Regions from separate parts of the Mus musculus genome. Here all the other regions are linked to region 1. Evidence: chromatin contacts called from public HiChIP or PLAC-seq and Micro-C data. All regions are on one chromosome and are shown on one strand. Each heading gives the region's core, a stretch centred on a gene start, on an enhancer-like site or on the middle of the called end of the contact. The rest is flanking DNA. Distances are from core to core; before and after follow the strand shown. Region 1 overlaps Myoz2 (myozenin 2). Region 2 overlaps Synpo2 (synaptopodin 2). Region 3 overlaps Usp53 (ubiquitin specific peptidase 53).

What was found. A called contact is a pair of places that touch in the nucleus more often than the background predicts. HiChIP or PLAC-seq counts read pairs in DNA pulled down with a chosen protein or histone mark.
Region 2: a contact with region 1 is called in an H3K27ac HiChIP or PLAC-seq map of the NIH/3T3 cell line, with 2.4 times the contacts expected there. The contact joins two enhancer-like sites. A contact is called at or near these places in 2 of 15 datasets of contacts at CTCF or cohesin (the NIH/3T3 cell line and embryonic stem cells), 8 of 484 Hi-C or Micro-C datasets (the G1E-ER4 cell line, the HL-1 cell line, astrocytes and 4 more), 4 of 115 datasets of contacts at active chromatin or transcription factors (the NIH/3T3 cell line, VIP interneurons, cardiomyocytes and 1 more) and 1 of 9 other capture datasets (adipose tissue).
Region 3: a contact with region 1 is called in a Micro-C map of the HL-1 cell line, with 3 times the contacts expected there. The contact joins two enhancer-like sites. A contact is called at or near these places in 2 of 39 promoter capture datasets (3T3-L1-derived adipocytes and pre-B cells), 3 of 484 Hi-C or Micro-C datasets (the HL-1 cell line, cardiomyocytes and nephron progenitors) and 1 of 9 other capture datasets (pancreatic islet).

What each region holds. Positions count from the first base shown.
Region 1 is chr3:123,016,017-123,020,962 of GRCm38.p6, reverse strand. Myoz2 (myozenin 2) reads left to right here. Exons shown (of 6, transcript NM_021503.2): 4 at 4,285-4,414. Among named protein-coding and RNA genes, the nearest start is that of Myoz2, 16 kb to the left of the region's middle. Within about 2 kb of position 1,937, at least 24 of the 459 cell types and tissues checked have an H3K27ac peak or open chromatin away from gene starts, as enhancers often do. A contact at or near this core is called in the HL-1 cell line, the NIH/3T3 cell line and heart atrium, where this site is marked.
Region 2 is chr3:123,101,944-123,106,889 of GRCm38.p6, reverse strand. The region is part of intron 4 of Synpo2 (synaptopodin 2); the gene reads left to right. Among named protein-coding and RNA genes, the nearest start is that of Myoz2, 69 kb to the right of the region's middle. Within about 2 kb of position 2,314, at least 45 of the 459 cell types and tissues checked have an H3K27ac peak or open chromatin away from gene starts, as enhancers often do. A contact at or near this core is called in the NIH/3T3 cell line and heart atrium, where this site is marked.
Region 3 is chr3:122,940,815-122,945,760 of GRCm38.p6, reverse strand. The region is part of intron 14 of Usp53 (ubiquitin specific peptidase 53); the gene reads left to right. Among named protein-coding and RNA genes, the nearest start is that of 1810037I17Rik, 19 kb to the right of the region's middle. Within about 2 kb of position 2,185, at least 35 of the 459 cell types and tissues checked have an H3K27ac peak or open chromatin away from gene starts, as enhancers often do. A contact at or near this core is called in the HL-1 cell line, where this site is marked.

The DNA.
Region 1 (4,946 bases), core at 688-3,187:
TAGACATGGAGGATTTAGGATTTGGTTTGATAGTGAACAGAGGAGGCTCACTGGAAGTAGATGAAGCAGCAGTCTTAACATGATGAGCAGTAAAGAACGGGAATATGTGCGACCAGATCTTGGAAATGTGCTGGTACAAGTAAGAGGCAAGTCCAAGATCTTAATGGCCGGACATGAGTTTGAACAGTATTCAACATGAGGTAAGGAAGAATTTCTAAAGGTTGGAGTCATGTCAGACATAGACACATTGTGTTCCAACTGACTACAAGAGAAGTAAGTGGTGGGAAATGAACAGAAGGCAGATGTCTATATGACAAAAATGAGGAAGGTTGGTGACTCAGCAGTCAAGAGCACTTGCTGCTCTTGCAGATGACCTGAGTTTAGTTCCCAGCATCCACGTGGCAGCTCACAACTGCCTGTAACTCCAGCTCCAGAGGGTTGCAAACCCTTCTTCTGTCCTCTGTAGACAACCACACTCACACGCACAGACCCATACACGGGTACACATGCATGTAATCAAAAATAAAATAAGGGGCTTTTAATAAGGGTTATTTCTTTTATGTATATGAGTACACTGCAGCTGTCAGACACACCAGAAGAGGGCATCAGATCCCATTACAGATGGTTGTGAGCCACCATGTAGTTATTGGGAATTGAACTTCAGAAGAGTAGTCAGTGCTCTTAACCTCTGAGCCATCTCTCCAGTCCATGAAATAAGTTTTGAAAGAGAAATAAGCAAGAAAGATATGCACATTGAAGACTAAAGTGGTAAAGACAAACAAAGTTTAAGAAAGTTATGGCAAAAAGAAATTAGCTGGATTTGATGATTTACTCGCTAAAAATTCAGCAAATACTCATAGAATAATTATATTATATAAGGCTTTGTAAAAACAAGCATTCAATTAGATTCCAAGCAAACATGTGTACACATGAAGATGGCCATGTGTGGGAGAGGCATACAGTGTGGAAGAGGCATTCAGTGCTGTTTGTGGCCCAAGGGCTTCCTAGAGCTTGGGGAACTGGTCCTCAGGAAGACTTCCGGGTCAAATTCATTCTTGTGTTTGAAGTGTGTGGCAGGTCACCACACTCATCAGTATAATAGTTTGTAATTCCATTAGTTACCTTCAAAACTCATGATTTCATTTTCCTTTATAACTAAATAATATTTCACCGTGTGGATGCACATTGATCAACTGAGTGGAGAAGAAACTGCAGAGTGGGAATCTTTGCCAGCTATACATCTGAGATAGGATTAAGACCCAGAATATACCAAGACTCAAAACAGAGTCAAGAAAACGAATGACCTGGGTTATTGTTATTATTATTTAAAAAATGGGTTATGGTTCTGAACAGAGAGTTCTCAGAAGAGCAAATCAAAATAGCTAAGATAGAGCTATAAAATTGTTCAACATTCTTAGAAATCAGAGAAATGAAAATTAAAAATACTTTGAGATTTCGTCTCGACCCAGTCAGAATGGCTAAGATCAAGCAAACCACTGATAGCACATGCTGATGAGGATGTGGGGGAGGGGATGTAGAAGTTAAACCCTGGCTCTTCCTCTCAGCCCCATGCTCCCAGGAATAAGACTCAGACTCAAAATATATTGACACCTTGAATGCCTTGGCCATATAGCTAGGCTCTTCTCTGACTAGATATGACTTAAAATACCCCATTTATTCTAGCCTACATTCTGCCATGTGGCCGGTTTCCTGTGCTCAGGTACCATGCATCTGCCTTGTCACATCTTTTCAGTGACTCTCCCACCTTCTCTCTCCAGAATGCTTCCTCATCCTGATGTTCCACCTCTACTTCCTGCCTAAGCAATAGGCTATAGGCTTTTTAATTGACAGACAACGTACCCATACAATACACGAGATATTCTCTCCACAAGGGAGCACTTAGTCATTGTTAGTGGGATTGAGAATCCATGCAGTCACTATGAACATCATTATGAAGAATTCACACCAAGCTAAAAATAGGACTACCAGATGACCCAGCAGTACCACTCCTTGTCATGTGCCCAAAGGACTGACTCAATGAATACTTTCTTAGCTATGTTCCTTTCTGATCTATTCACAATAGCTAGACAATTGGAAACAAACTGAAAGTTTTTAAAGGTGTTATTCTGTTGCCATAGAGGCAATCCTAAATTATAAGACTACAACAAATTCACTTACACCTTAAAGGAGAAGTATCTCTTTTCAGAATTTTATTTTCTTTAAAACACACACACACACATTCTTTAAGTTTATGTAGCTAAATACATGTCGCTTTTCTGTTTATAGGCATGGTAGGAACGACAGCTGTTCAGATGCTATAGAATTGGAAAACTTTCTATATTCTAATGATTCTAAAACTTAAGTATAAAATACAACACTAATATAATAAAACTATGAGCCAAAGAGGGCCACACAACCTTCATTAAAACATTACAGGGTATTAGTTACCTTCTAGAACTGTACAGTAAGATCCCAAGGCTGAAGATACCATATGCTGGAGTCTTATAAAACATGGGGGACGGGGCCTAGCAAACACATAAGTTGATGCTCACAGTCAGCTATTGGATGGATCACAGGGCCCCCAATGGAGGAGCTAGAGAAAGTACCCAAGGAGCTAAAGGGATCTGCAACCCTATAGGTGGAACAACATTATGAACTAACCAGTACCCTGGAGCTCTTGACTCTAGCTGCATATGTATCAAAAGATGGCCTAGTCGGCCATCACTGGAAAGAGAGGCCCATTGGACTTGCAAACTTTATATGCCCCAGTACAGGGGAACGCCAGGGCCAAAATATGGGAGTGGGTGGGTAGGGGAGTGGGTGGGTAGGGGAGTGGTTGGGAGGGTATGGGGGACTTTTGGGATAGCATTGAAAATGTAAATGAGGAAAATACCTAATAAAAAGTATATAAAAATGGGGGAATCCAGCTAGTTAGTCAACTGGAAGCTTCCTCCCTACTGTCTGCCTTTCATAAAGCTGAAAGCTAACGGAGGAGAAAAGCCAACATAGGTCACGGCCAGCAGGGACCCTTGCAAATGAGATTAATGACTGGCCTAGCAAGACATGCCCACTGATGTCATGCAAAGAAGGCAGAAAAATTTTGAGAGTAACCAACTACCTTTTCATTGAATTAAGACTTGTTTCAAGAGATAGAACTTATATATGATAGTGTCAACAGAGCCAAAAACTTGTGGCTACAAAGGTCATGAGCCCTAGGGGAAATTTTACTACTGTAATCTGCTAAAAGACATAGCATTAAAGTGATTCCTAATGAGTTGCTGCTATAGCCATCAGTGCACTCCTCAGGCCTCATGGGAGAAGCCTCTTCTTGCTGTGGACAGCAATTACCATAGAGATTCTAATATGAAGAGATTAAAAGACTTCAGAATGTTCAGCCCTACAAGGGACATCTATATCACAACCCTCTTATCAAGGTTCAGGAACCATTGCTGACAAGATGTTGGAAAGATTCTCACAGTCGGAGGCAGTGGAGGCCTTAAGAAAAGAGTGTTTGTCAGACACAGCAGGGCAGATACACATATGAACTCCCAGTACTTGTGATAGCAATATACAACACCTGAGAAAGCTCAAGCCAGACAAAACCCCAGCATGGAAGAGGGGAGGTGGGCATGAGGTCCCAACCCTAGCTTGAGCTCCTGGTATTTGAATGCTGCAGAGAGAGGGCAAATCAATTTTCTTCAATACTGTGACACCTAGTCAACTACACTCAAGGGCAGTCCCCACACCCAGGAGTTGTTGGCCAACACATACTGGACTCAGTGGGGGTCGGGAGGAGCATGAGGTCTAATGAAGTTGGAAAGGATCTTGGAGGAGTTAGGGGAGAGAGATAAATATAAGCAAAACACATTGTATAAAATTCTCAAAAAAATTAATAAAAGACATTATTTTTTTAAAGAATCTCTAAGTCAAATGGTTGGTCAATATGCTTTGTTTTATTATATTGGTAAATATTTTAAATTAAACATAATTCTTATGGTGATGTTATGGATAGAAATCAAATAAATTGAGGGGAAGTTCTACAGTGCCAGGCACACAGTATTACTCAATTAATTTTGTTGTTGTTCTTGTTGCTGCTGCTGCTGCGGCTGCTGTTGAGTGGAATATAGACTGACATCACTGAACGGCTCATACTGTATTACCGTGTAAATCCCTGAGGTCCCGGGTGACATGGTCGCAATGTGTTTACTTTCTCTATATACAAATGGGAGCTAGCATTGCCATTACTGTGCCTAATAGTTTAAATTTACTTTTAAACAAATGCAGCACAATATCGCCATGCAGAATGGGAGAGTTGATGGAAGCAACCTGGAAGGTGGCTCACAGCAAGGCCCCTCAACTCCGCCCAACACCCCCGATCCACGAAGCCCCCCAAATCCAGAGAACATCGCACCAGGTAACTAACCACCTTCAAATGCAACAGTAAAATTTCTATGAATTTAAAAATACTACCCCTCTGAAGTTTCATTAAATGATATTTTGTTCATAAGTTTAGAATAATTGTAACATTTAAGTTTAAAATAATCATTTAAAATATTTACAATAGTTATATGTTGTTTCAGATGGTCCATGCTATTCCTTTTAACTATTTTTATTTATTTATCTGGTGTGTGTGTGTGTGTGTCTTTTGCTGAGTGCATGTGTAGGTCAGAAGACAGTTTTCAGTAGTCAATTTTTTGATTGGTTTCTGTTCTCTGAAAGGACTTTATCTGAAGTCTATAAAGTATATATTTGGTCAGGTGTGGGTGGCTTATTACTTTAATCTTGGCACTCTGGAGAAAGTGGGGAAAAGCCTCGAAGTTATGGGCACAGGGGAAAAATTCCTGAATAGAACAGCAATGGCTTGTGCTGTAAGATCGAGAATCAATAAATGGGACCTCATAAAATTGCAAAGCTTCTGCAAGGCAAAAGACACTGTCAATAAGACA
Region 2 (4,946 bases), core at 1,065-3,564, 86 kb before region 1:
AAAGGAGGTAGCATTTTTGTGCCCATTTTATGGATTGTTGATGGGGTTCCGAGGCACAAAGGCTGGAGACCTTGCCCTAGGTTGTACACTGTGAGCTAGCATTCTGTTAACAACTCAGTGTGTGCTCTGCCTTCCTAACCAGCCACACTGCTTTTACTCCTGGGATTTACCGGGAGAGGGAAGGTGGTTTGCTACTTAATGGAACACCTGAAATTCAGAATGTTTAATAACGACCTGTCAAATAGGAAGTTAAAAAGGGGAAATAAAACTGAAGAGCTTGCCCCCTCTGCTTCCTCTGTTGGCCTGTCATTTAGATCTACTGACCCAACTTGGAGATGTTTTTGTTCTTTCTTGGGTTCAAAAGGCTTAATGTAGTTTTTGTGCGGGTCCTGAGCTTTGGATAGTGGGTGAGGCTGATACATACACCTGCTGGCAACGCCAGTACTCTGCATCCATGGCTACATTGTTTCCACCCTGCCTTCTCACTCCAGAAGACCTGCTAGTTGTCTGCTGGGCAAGCAAATTCCGCATGAAGTTCCGTGTTGGATAAATGGCTTTCCATACAATAGGCTTGGGAAGGACCCTTTCATCCGAAGATAGACCATAAATTTATATACTATGGGAGCTTGATGGAAATGGAAATAAGTCTCTAAGAAAGACATAGCTATAAGGTGGGGGGGGGGGGGATACGGCTCTGACAGCGAGTTTGTGTGACAGGGTCACAGCCTCTGGCTAGGCAAGGGATACGATTTAGAAAATGGAGTCAGGGCTAGGAATATATAGCTCAGTGGTAGATCACTTGCCTAGCGTGTGTGTGAGGCCCTGGAATGAATCAAATAAAATAAAAACCCAACAGAACATGAAAAAGGGGGTTGGTGATGCAGGGGGTAGGATGGAGGGAAGGAGGAGGGGTGTGCACAAGAAGAAATGCAGACTAAACAAAAGGAATGATTCCTTGGCTTTATGCATCCCCCCCCCCCCGAGAGAATTCAAAGAAATTTCCTGTTAGATAGTTGGGTAATTCAAAACCCATCACTTTGGGCATCCTAACAGTACTACTAAGCAGAATTATAATGCGAGACTCGCCAGCTTCCAGTGTTTCAAAGAAGACGAGTAGTTATCACTGGGACCTGTGAGGGTGACACTTCCAGCTGAGGCAGCAGCCACCCTAGATGTACCTGGGGTGGGGGGATCAACCCTTCCTGCTATGCAGACCCCATTGGAAGATTCCCCCAAGACAGACAACCCTCCCTGTCTTAGGCTTATAATTGCTGTGAAGAAACACCATGTCCAAAAGCGAGCTGGGGAGAAGAGGGTTCATCTGGCTTACCCATTCACATTCTTGTCTGTCATTGAAGGAGGTCAGGACAGGAATTCAAATAGAGCAGCAGCTGATGCAGAGGCCATGGAGGGATGTTACTTACTGCCTTGCTCCTCGGGGCTTGCTCAGCCTGCTTTCTTATAGAACCCAGGACCACCAGCCCAGGGGTGGCACCACCCACATTGGACTGAACTCTCTCATCAAGAACTCGTTAAGAAAATGCCCTACAGACTTGCCTGTAGCTCAGCCTCCTGGAGGCCCTTTGTTTTTTTTTTTTTTTTTTTCAATGGAGGCTCCATCTCCTCAGATGTCTCTAGTCTGTGTCAAGTTCATAAAATTAGCCAGCACAGTCCCTGTCAAATACTTCCAAGCAACCGTAGACCACACCTTACATTTCAGACAAGTGTGCTGAACAGACTCCATCAAACAAATTCCCAGCCCTTGTAGGCTGGTATGTGCCAGACTGTGCTCACTGCTACCAGGACCGTAGAGGACCAAGAGAAAACGGAGATCCGTGAGAAAGAACAAAAGAAAACCCTCAAATTTAGTGACAATAATACCGAGTGACAAAAATTCCCGCAAAATTAGGAATTAAGAAGCTGTGATTTGGGGACAGGGCATTGCTCAACAGTACAGTGCTTGCCCAGAAAATATGAGGTTCCAGGATCCATCCCTGATGCTGGGGAGGAAAAAGGGACTGGTTTGATTTGGTATGATCAAAAGATAATCACCTCTTAAGTAAATTCCATGTGGGATTACCCGAGATGATGCAAATACTCTCTCAGCACACAGAGGTGCACACACACACACACACACACACACACACACGCACACAAACCCTTTTATTTTTGAGATAGAGTCTCACTGTGTGTTCCTGCCCTGACAACACCCACTGACCCATTCATTCACTGCACCTCACTGTCCCCAGGCCTGCTGCAACTCCCTCTGGGGACAAAGGGTCAATGACCCGACCTGTTTTGCAGTACTTGATCTTGCCTAAGAGGTATGGTTGCTTTCCAAAGCCAGACTGAAATCTAGGTCTCCACAGAGCAAGCGCCCAGGGCCTGGGAAGGCATAGACACAAGCCTCAGAAGCCATGCAGGGAGGGACGTCAACATGACCACCTCCGCCCAGGGAATTTTTGTGGATTTTCTGGTACTTCTAGAATGTCTATGAGTCAGAAGCAGAAGTCGGAGCTCAGAAGACTCGACCTTTAAAAAAGAATCACAAATCAAAACAAGCTTGGATTTGGAATTTTGTTTCGGATATAATGAAACAGAAATGGCTTAGATTTTCATGTGTGACGTCTAGTCATAGCTAAAGACAAAACACAACTGGGCCCCAAACAGCCAAACCCCAAAAGCCACAACTGGGTCTTGAATTGGTTTACCCTTGGTCATTTTTCCCCAGTGTGTTTCAAATGTATAAATGCCGTCAACAACTGCTCACTCCAGAATAAGATCCACTATTGAGTAACCTGGATACCCCAGGTGTCAGTCTAAGGCATGAATCTGCCATTTTGAGTTTTCTTTTCTTTTTTTTTTTCCCACACTTAGCACCCAAGGATGAATACCTGACCTGCTTGTCAATGTTTGGATATGGCTAACTAATTCTTCACGGCAGCCTAGTATGAGCTCCATCGACGCTGGAATCTGAATTAGGAAAGTCTTGCTGAAAGCCAGCATAATGGTGCAATGGTGAAGGCAGTAAGATTAGGAGTTAAAGGTCTCCCTCAGCTATAGACGAATTTGGAGGCTAGCCTGGGCTTCATGAGTGCCCCCCCCCCCCCCCCCCCCCCCGCATCTCAAACCAAAGCAAGTCAGGAACTAAGTATGAGATACAGGATAAGCCACCATGCCCGTATGTCTTTCTTGTGTTTTATTACATCGTTTTCCAACTTTCATTTCCATGGGAGTAAAGATTGGCATGGCCTTACCTTGGATACTTATTTATTAGATCTGGGTGGGAGCCAGGAATTTGTCATCTGATACTTGTTTGTTTGTGCACCTCATTTTATAAAACGCATTTCTAACACCTGTCTAACAGTCCTTTAAGACTCTTAATAGTTTGTAGGCTCCCCTCATCAAAGACAACCAAACCACGCAGGGCTGTGGGCCTGCTCGGACTCTGTGAGGTGTTAAAGCAAACGTGATTACGCCTAGCGTCCACCAGGTGGCAGCAGACTCTTCTCCCTCGTAGAGCTTCCCAGACCGCCATTCCAAAGTTTGTGGCTCAGCAACTGACTTCCAGTATTGTCCTTGTTGTTTTATTAAAGATAGGAGAAGCCTCAAGATCTGATTTTGTCAGATCAGTCACTACACATCAAGGGTGAGATAAATATTTTTCAGAAGCAGAATTATAGTTTTATCACTTAAGACAGTCTTGAGCGCTTCAGCATCTTTGTAACTCTCAGAGAAGGGATTGTCAAAGAAAAGCTGCCCTTGGTTTGGGGACCTAGACCTGCTAACTCCAATCAAAAGTGGTTTTTAAAGTGACTAACTTAAAATTTGAAATCTCTCTGGAAGTGAGATTTCAAAACATTCTTATTGATCTAAATCAAAGAATTCTGAAGCATTTTGAATGTTAATTAGCCATACTTCCCTTCCTTCTTTTTATCAGGTTTCTTTGAAACAGAGTTCAGGCCAACCTAGACTATGAAGTAAGATTCCCTAATTCTTCTCTCATTCTCATCTCAGAGAGAGAGAGAGAGGGAGGGAGAGAGAGAGAGAGAGAGAGAGAGAGAGAGAGAGAGAGAGAGAGAGAGAGAGTGGCAGACTAATAATATTCCATACAATGATTTCTTTTTTTTTTTTTTCTAGTCTCGGCCTCCCTGAGTGCTGAGATTAAACATAGCCACCATGGCCGGATAAAATGATTCCCAAGCCACAAATCAAGCGAAGTTTGAGAGGAACATTTCGATTATTTGTTAAAAACTTCTTTCCCACTCCTTCTCTGGTGTTTTTGGTTTTTAATGGCTAGATTAGATGCATAAGTACTTCAGACATGCACATTATGGGGGTTTTCTGTTTTCTTCTCCTACTTCCTTCCTCCTCCCGCCCCGGCCCCATGCTTAGAAGGGCTTAGACATTGTGTTGCCTTTACAAGTTGCTGTCTTAGGCTACAATTACCTATCCTTTATCTACTTCAGAAAATTGATCATTCACTTGACAATTCTTACCTACTTTTTCACTTGACAATTCTTACCTACTTTATAGAATTCCTTTTTCTCTAAAATGAAATTTTTTTTGTTTTGTTTTGTTTTTTAAATACAGGGCTTTTCTCTGTGTAGTTCTGGCTGTCCTGGAATCACTCTGTAGATTAGATCCACCTCAAACTCAGAGATCCCCCTGCCTCTGCCTCCCGAATGCTAGGATCAAAGGGGTGCCCCACCACCATCAGGCTGCAAAATTTCTTAAATAAGAAAGTATCTTAGTTACTTGTCTATGGCTGTGCTAAAACTCCATGGTTAAGGCAACTAATTAAAAAAAAAAGCATTTAATCTGGGGTCTCATGGTTCCAGAGCATTAGAGACCATTACCATCATGGCCAGAGAATGGTGACAGGCAGTCACCACACTGGGGCAGTAGCTGAGAGCTTACCTCTGATCCATAGGTGCAAGGCAGAG
Region 3 (4,946 bases), core at 936-3,435, 75 kb after region 1:
AAGACAATGTATCTTTGATGGCAGAGTATATTTCTTAGAAGCAACAAAAGGAAGGGTTCTGTTTTCTAATCCTATCTGCTAGATTCTCTCTGTGCCTAGGACATAAAAGTGTATGTTGATTCTTTTCTTTCTGTTGATTTTGTAGGGTTTTTTTTTTTTGTTTGTTTGTTTGTTGGGTTGGTTGCTTGGTTTTTTTGTTTTGGTTTGGCTTTGGTTTTGGTCCTCTTGTATAACTTGTCTTTCTTTGACTATGTTTCTTTCCTTTTAATCTTTCCTTTCTGTCTGAAAAATTCCTCACAGTAGCCTCTATTAGGCTAGTTATTTGGTCATAAGTTACATTTAGCTTGCCTTTGTAATGCTAAATTTTCCTTTCTCCTTCATTTAGGATAGATAGTTTTGTTGGGTATATTGACAGTTGTGGTTTTTAAGAATTTGAGTTGCGTATTTTTCCAAGTCTTCAAGCTTTTAAGGTTTCCTCTGAGAAGTTAGCAATTATTTTGATGGGCTTGTCTTAGTATGTCACTTGATCCTTTTTGCATATAGCTTATAATGTGCTAACTTTGTTTTGTATATTTAGTGTTTTAACTCTGTGACATGGCTGTTTCTTTTCTAGTCCAACTTGGTCCTTATTGCTTGCAGCTTTTAATGTACTTTCTTTGTTCTATAAATTTAGTGTTTTAACTCTGTAGCATGGGTGTTTCTTTTATTATCCTGTCTGTATGATGTTTTTGTATCTGGATAGGCATTTCTCTTCCAAGATTTGGGAAATGATCTTCTGTGATTTTTACTGAAAACATTTCCTATTCTTCTCCTTCCATGCCCATAATTCATTAATTTGCCTTTCATAGTGTCCTAAAGATTTTCCCTAAGTATATATCTGTGTGATCCTATTCCTCTCCTTTGCCTTCATGTCCTGAAGTTCTGTCCCCCATGTGATCCCTTCTATTGGCAGGGCTTTTCACTGCACTTTGACTTGACCTATTGTGTTTTTCATTTCTATCAGTTTGTTTTTTCTTCAATATTTCTATTTCCTTTTGACTTCTATTTTCATAATCTAAACTGACTTCCTTCTTTTATCCAGTTTGTGTTCTTGAATATATGCATGTTCTCTTTAGCTTGTTATGAACTTATTTTGAATTGTGTGTCAGGAACTTTATCTAGATCATGGGTACTATACTGTGGGAGTTGTGACAGTTTGGATACGATATGGAGGAAAGAAAGGAGGACATGAGCACCAGGAAACAGAGTGGCCTGCCACAGTTACTATTTCTCTATAAATAAGGAAGAGCTGTAGAGAATACATGCTGGATTTTCTGCTGATTCCCTGACCTTGTGGGATGACCTAGGGTGGAGACTGAAGTCTCTGCACTCCCTAACCTCAGATGGCAAACCATAACTGAGGCCAGAGTATAGAGAGGCTCCCTACTTTAAATTGTGAACCAAAAGTGAGACCAAAGTGCCAGAGCATCCCCTTATCCCAAATGGAAAACCCGAGCTGGCTCCTTTCCATAGGGGAAGACCATGCCTGAGACTTTTAAAGGAGTGAGAAAAGGAAACATCATCAGCCGGGATATACAGGTTCTAGGTTACAGTATTAGTTAGGTTTAGTGTTGCTGTGATATACCTGATAAGGCAGCTTGAGTTACCTGGGCTTATAGCTTGAGAGTATTAAATACCTGTTACACTGTGACCATTGTGCACCTTGAGGATGGAGAGGGGATATACCATGAAACAGCAAAATCCTTTATTATTCTCACCAGGTAAGTGGTTGCTGATTAATCAGGACACCAGACAGGGATTCCAAAAGCTTGTTTCTTCTGACAGCCCTCGACTAGGGGCTGAAGCAGGGTTTATACACATAAAACCCATGAGCATCTGGGCCAAGTTACAGTTGTAATTTTCACCAGTCAGCACTTCGGGATTAGGGACTTTCCCAAGTGTTCCATCATTGTCAAGTGACTGAATATAAGTGGTTGTGCCCAACCAATCAAATCTATTGGTTCTTTCTGTTGTTAGGAATAGGCATTATGTTTTGAGGAACCATTGTTGCTTAGAGAGGGAGTTGGTCAGCTTAGGTAAAACGGAGTCTGAAGTAAAATGTCAGTACTTAGTCACATTCCTTTGCTTATTCCCAACAAGCTCCGCGTGGCCAGAATAGCATGACCGTGAGAACTGGAGGTAGCTGAGTCACACTGCATCTGCAGTTAGGAAGCAGGGAAAGATGAATGCTCATACTGAGACCAGGGCTGCAGTCTGTGGACTGTGCTGCCACAGTTAGCACGTGTCTTCCCACCTCAGTTCAGCAACCTTCATGTTCATGTCTAGAGATGAATTTCCTAAGTGACTCTTAACATATTAACTGTCATACTTACAAGTGGTAATATCTTCAAGATTTCAGTGTCTTGTCACAGTCTATACCTTATTCATACATGTGTACTGAGGGTCAGCACAGGGTATCTTCCTAGGTGCCAGTGTCTCACAGAAGCAGTGTAGTTGTAGGAATGAAAAGACCATACAACACAGAATCATCTCTGGGCTCTTCAAACATTACACTAGAAGTGGCACTTCTAGTGCCACTAGAAGTTGGACTTATACCCACCGTCCATGGCAATGCTTCAAGCAATCCTAGTTTTAAGGATGGCAACATGAGTTTTCTAAGTGCTGGAACTGAACTAAGTATGTATAATAACTGCAACAATGCCAGGGACAGTGGGAGAGTGTGGGTTTACGGATGCCTGTGTAATAGCTACAATGATACCATAGGTGTTAAGAAAGATTAACAAGTGATCATTAGAAAAGCTTTAGTTTGGAAATTATGCAGTGATATGGCATTGTTACAGGTGATATGCTAAAAATATATAGTAGCTTGTAAGCCAAACAAACATGAGCGCTTGTGGTGGGAGAAGAGGGGCTGTGCTGTTAAAATAAAGGAAACTGTTCTGAAGTTTTAGAACTCAAAGAAAGGAGGTGTAAATTTTCACAGTGAGCAGCCACAAACCAATTATAAAACATTTTAGTCCTTGTTTGTGTTTGTGGAGATTATTTTTCAGGTTACAAGCCTTGAAAATGATTATTTGCTAATTTATTTTGTTTTCATCAAATGTATGCTATCAGGAGGAAACACTATATTAAGGAAATAACTTTCCTTTCCCATATCAAAATGCCTGGCTTGTTTTAAAAGTCTGATAAAAGTCTAAGTAACCAAGTATTACAGGAAACAGTAAAAGGCTGGCCAGAAATCACAGCAGGACTCAGTGAAAGGAACAATTCCTGCAAGTTCAGTAAATGCTCCTTGCTTCCTGATGGCTACAAAACACAGGCCATAGAGAGTTTGATGATGAAAACTCCATTGTTTTGCAGTGAGTTTACACATTTCATATGTGTGAGTGTGTGTTGTTGCACTACACACTCACTTTTATTTCAGTAAAGAACTCTTTAAAAAGCTCAACATTGTAATTGTTTTTATGTCATTAAGTACTTTTACACTGTACAATTGTCACCACCATCCATCTCCCAAATGACCTTATCAAGACCCCAACTCTACAGGCTCCCCTCCACCCCCAAGAAACTGGCAGCTATCATTTTGGTTTGGTTGGTTTGTTTTGTCATCAGTTTGGCTGTTCATGGTGCCTCGTTTAAGTAGGCTTGTGTTTATCCTTTCATAATGACCACAAGGGTTAACCATGTTGTAACACATAAATATGTCTGTCATTTTTTCTTTTATTTTTGAGATAATAATATAATTACATCATTTTCCGTTTCCCTTCCCTCCCTCCAGGCCCTCACATGTATCCTTCCTTGCTCTCTTTCAAATTCATGGAAGCTTTTTTTTTTTCATTAATTGCTGTTACAAAAATATATGTGTGTACATATGTGTGTTTTGTATATGTACATACATATATATTCTTAAATACATATAATTTGTTGAGCCTAGATTGTTATTTGTACATTTTCAGATATTAACATTTGATATTGGATAACCAGCTAGTGTGTTCCTCTCTGGACAAGACTGTTTCTCCTGCTCTCAATATTCCATAGTTGCCTGCGATTCTTTGTGTAGGGCTGAGTACTCCCAAACCTTCCCCTATCCAGGATAGCATTCTATTGTTATTTTGTAAGGACTTCATTTTCTTATAGCTAATCCATTCCTCTCTTGGTGGGCATTTGAGCTGTTGCTACACTTTAGCTATTGTGAACACTGTTACTGTGAACATTGGTTTGCAAGTGTATGTTCCAGTCTTCCTTACCAGTGTTTTAGTGCCTATCCAAAGGACAATTGCCAAATCCTCCTGTGGTAGCTCATTTTCTCTCTTCTCTTCTCTTCTCTCCCCTCCCCTCCTCTCCTCTTTTTTCCCCTCCCCTCCCCTCCCCTCTTCCTCCCTCCCTTCCTTCCTTCCTTTCTTCTTTTTCTTTTTTTAAACTTATTTTTGTGGATGCCGTTTGTGTTTCTGTGAATGTCTGCCACGTGTGTGGGTGCCCAGTGAGACCAGTAGAGGCCTTAACTTTGTATTCCTAGAGGTATTATGTAGCCTTACCTCCATATGATAAGTTCTGCAAATGCAAGGGTATTCTTGAAGTTGCCATAGTGGTATTTGAAATTTTTAGCTTCAGTTTAAAAATAAATTCCTTGTGGGATTTTAAATTCTTTCGAATACAATAAAAGAAATACATTAAAAGCATGTTGTCAAAAATAATCATACACAAAGAACATATTTGATATATGCAAAGCTGGAATGGTATAGATGTGGCAGTCATGAGATAATTGTAATAAGAAATAATAGAACATAAATCATGGTGCAGCTTTGCTTTCTTTGGTAGATGGGTAGAAGGTGAATTTTGAGCACTGAGAAAATTATTTGGTCATAAACTAAGGCAGTACCAGTGTCTAGAAAGATGACTTAAGTGGGTAGGCATACATAATAGAGAAAAGGAAGGAAGCCATATTT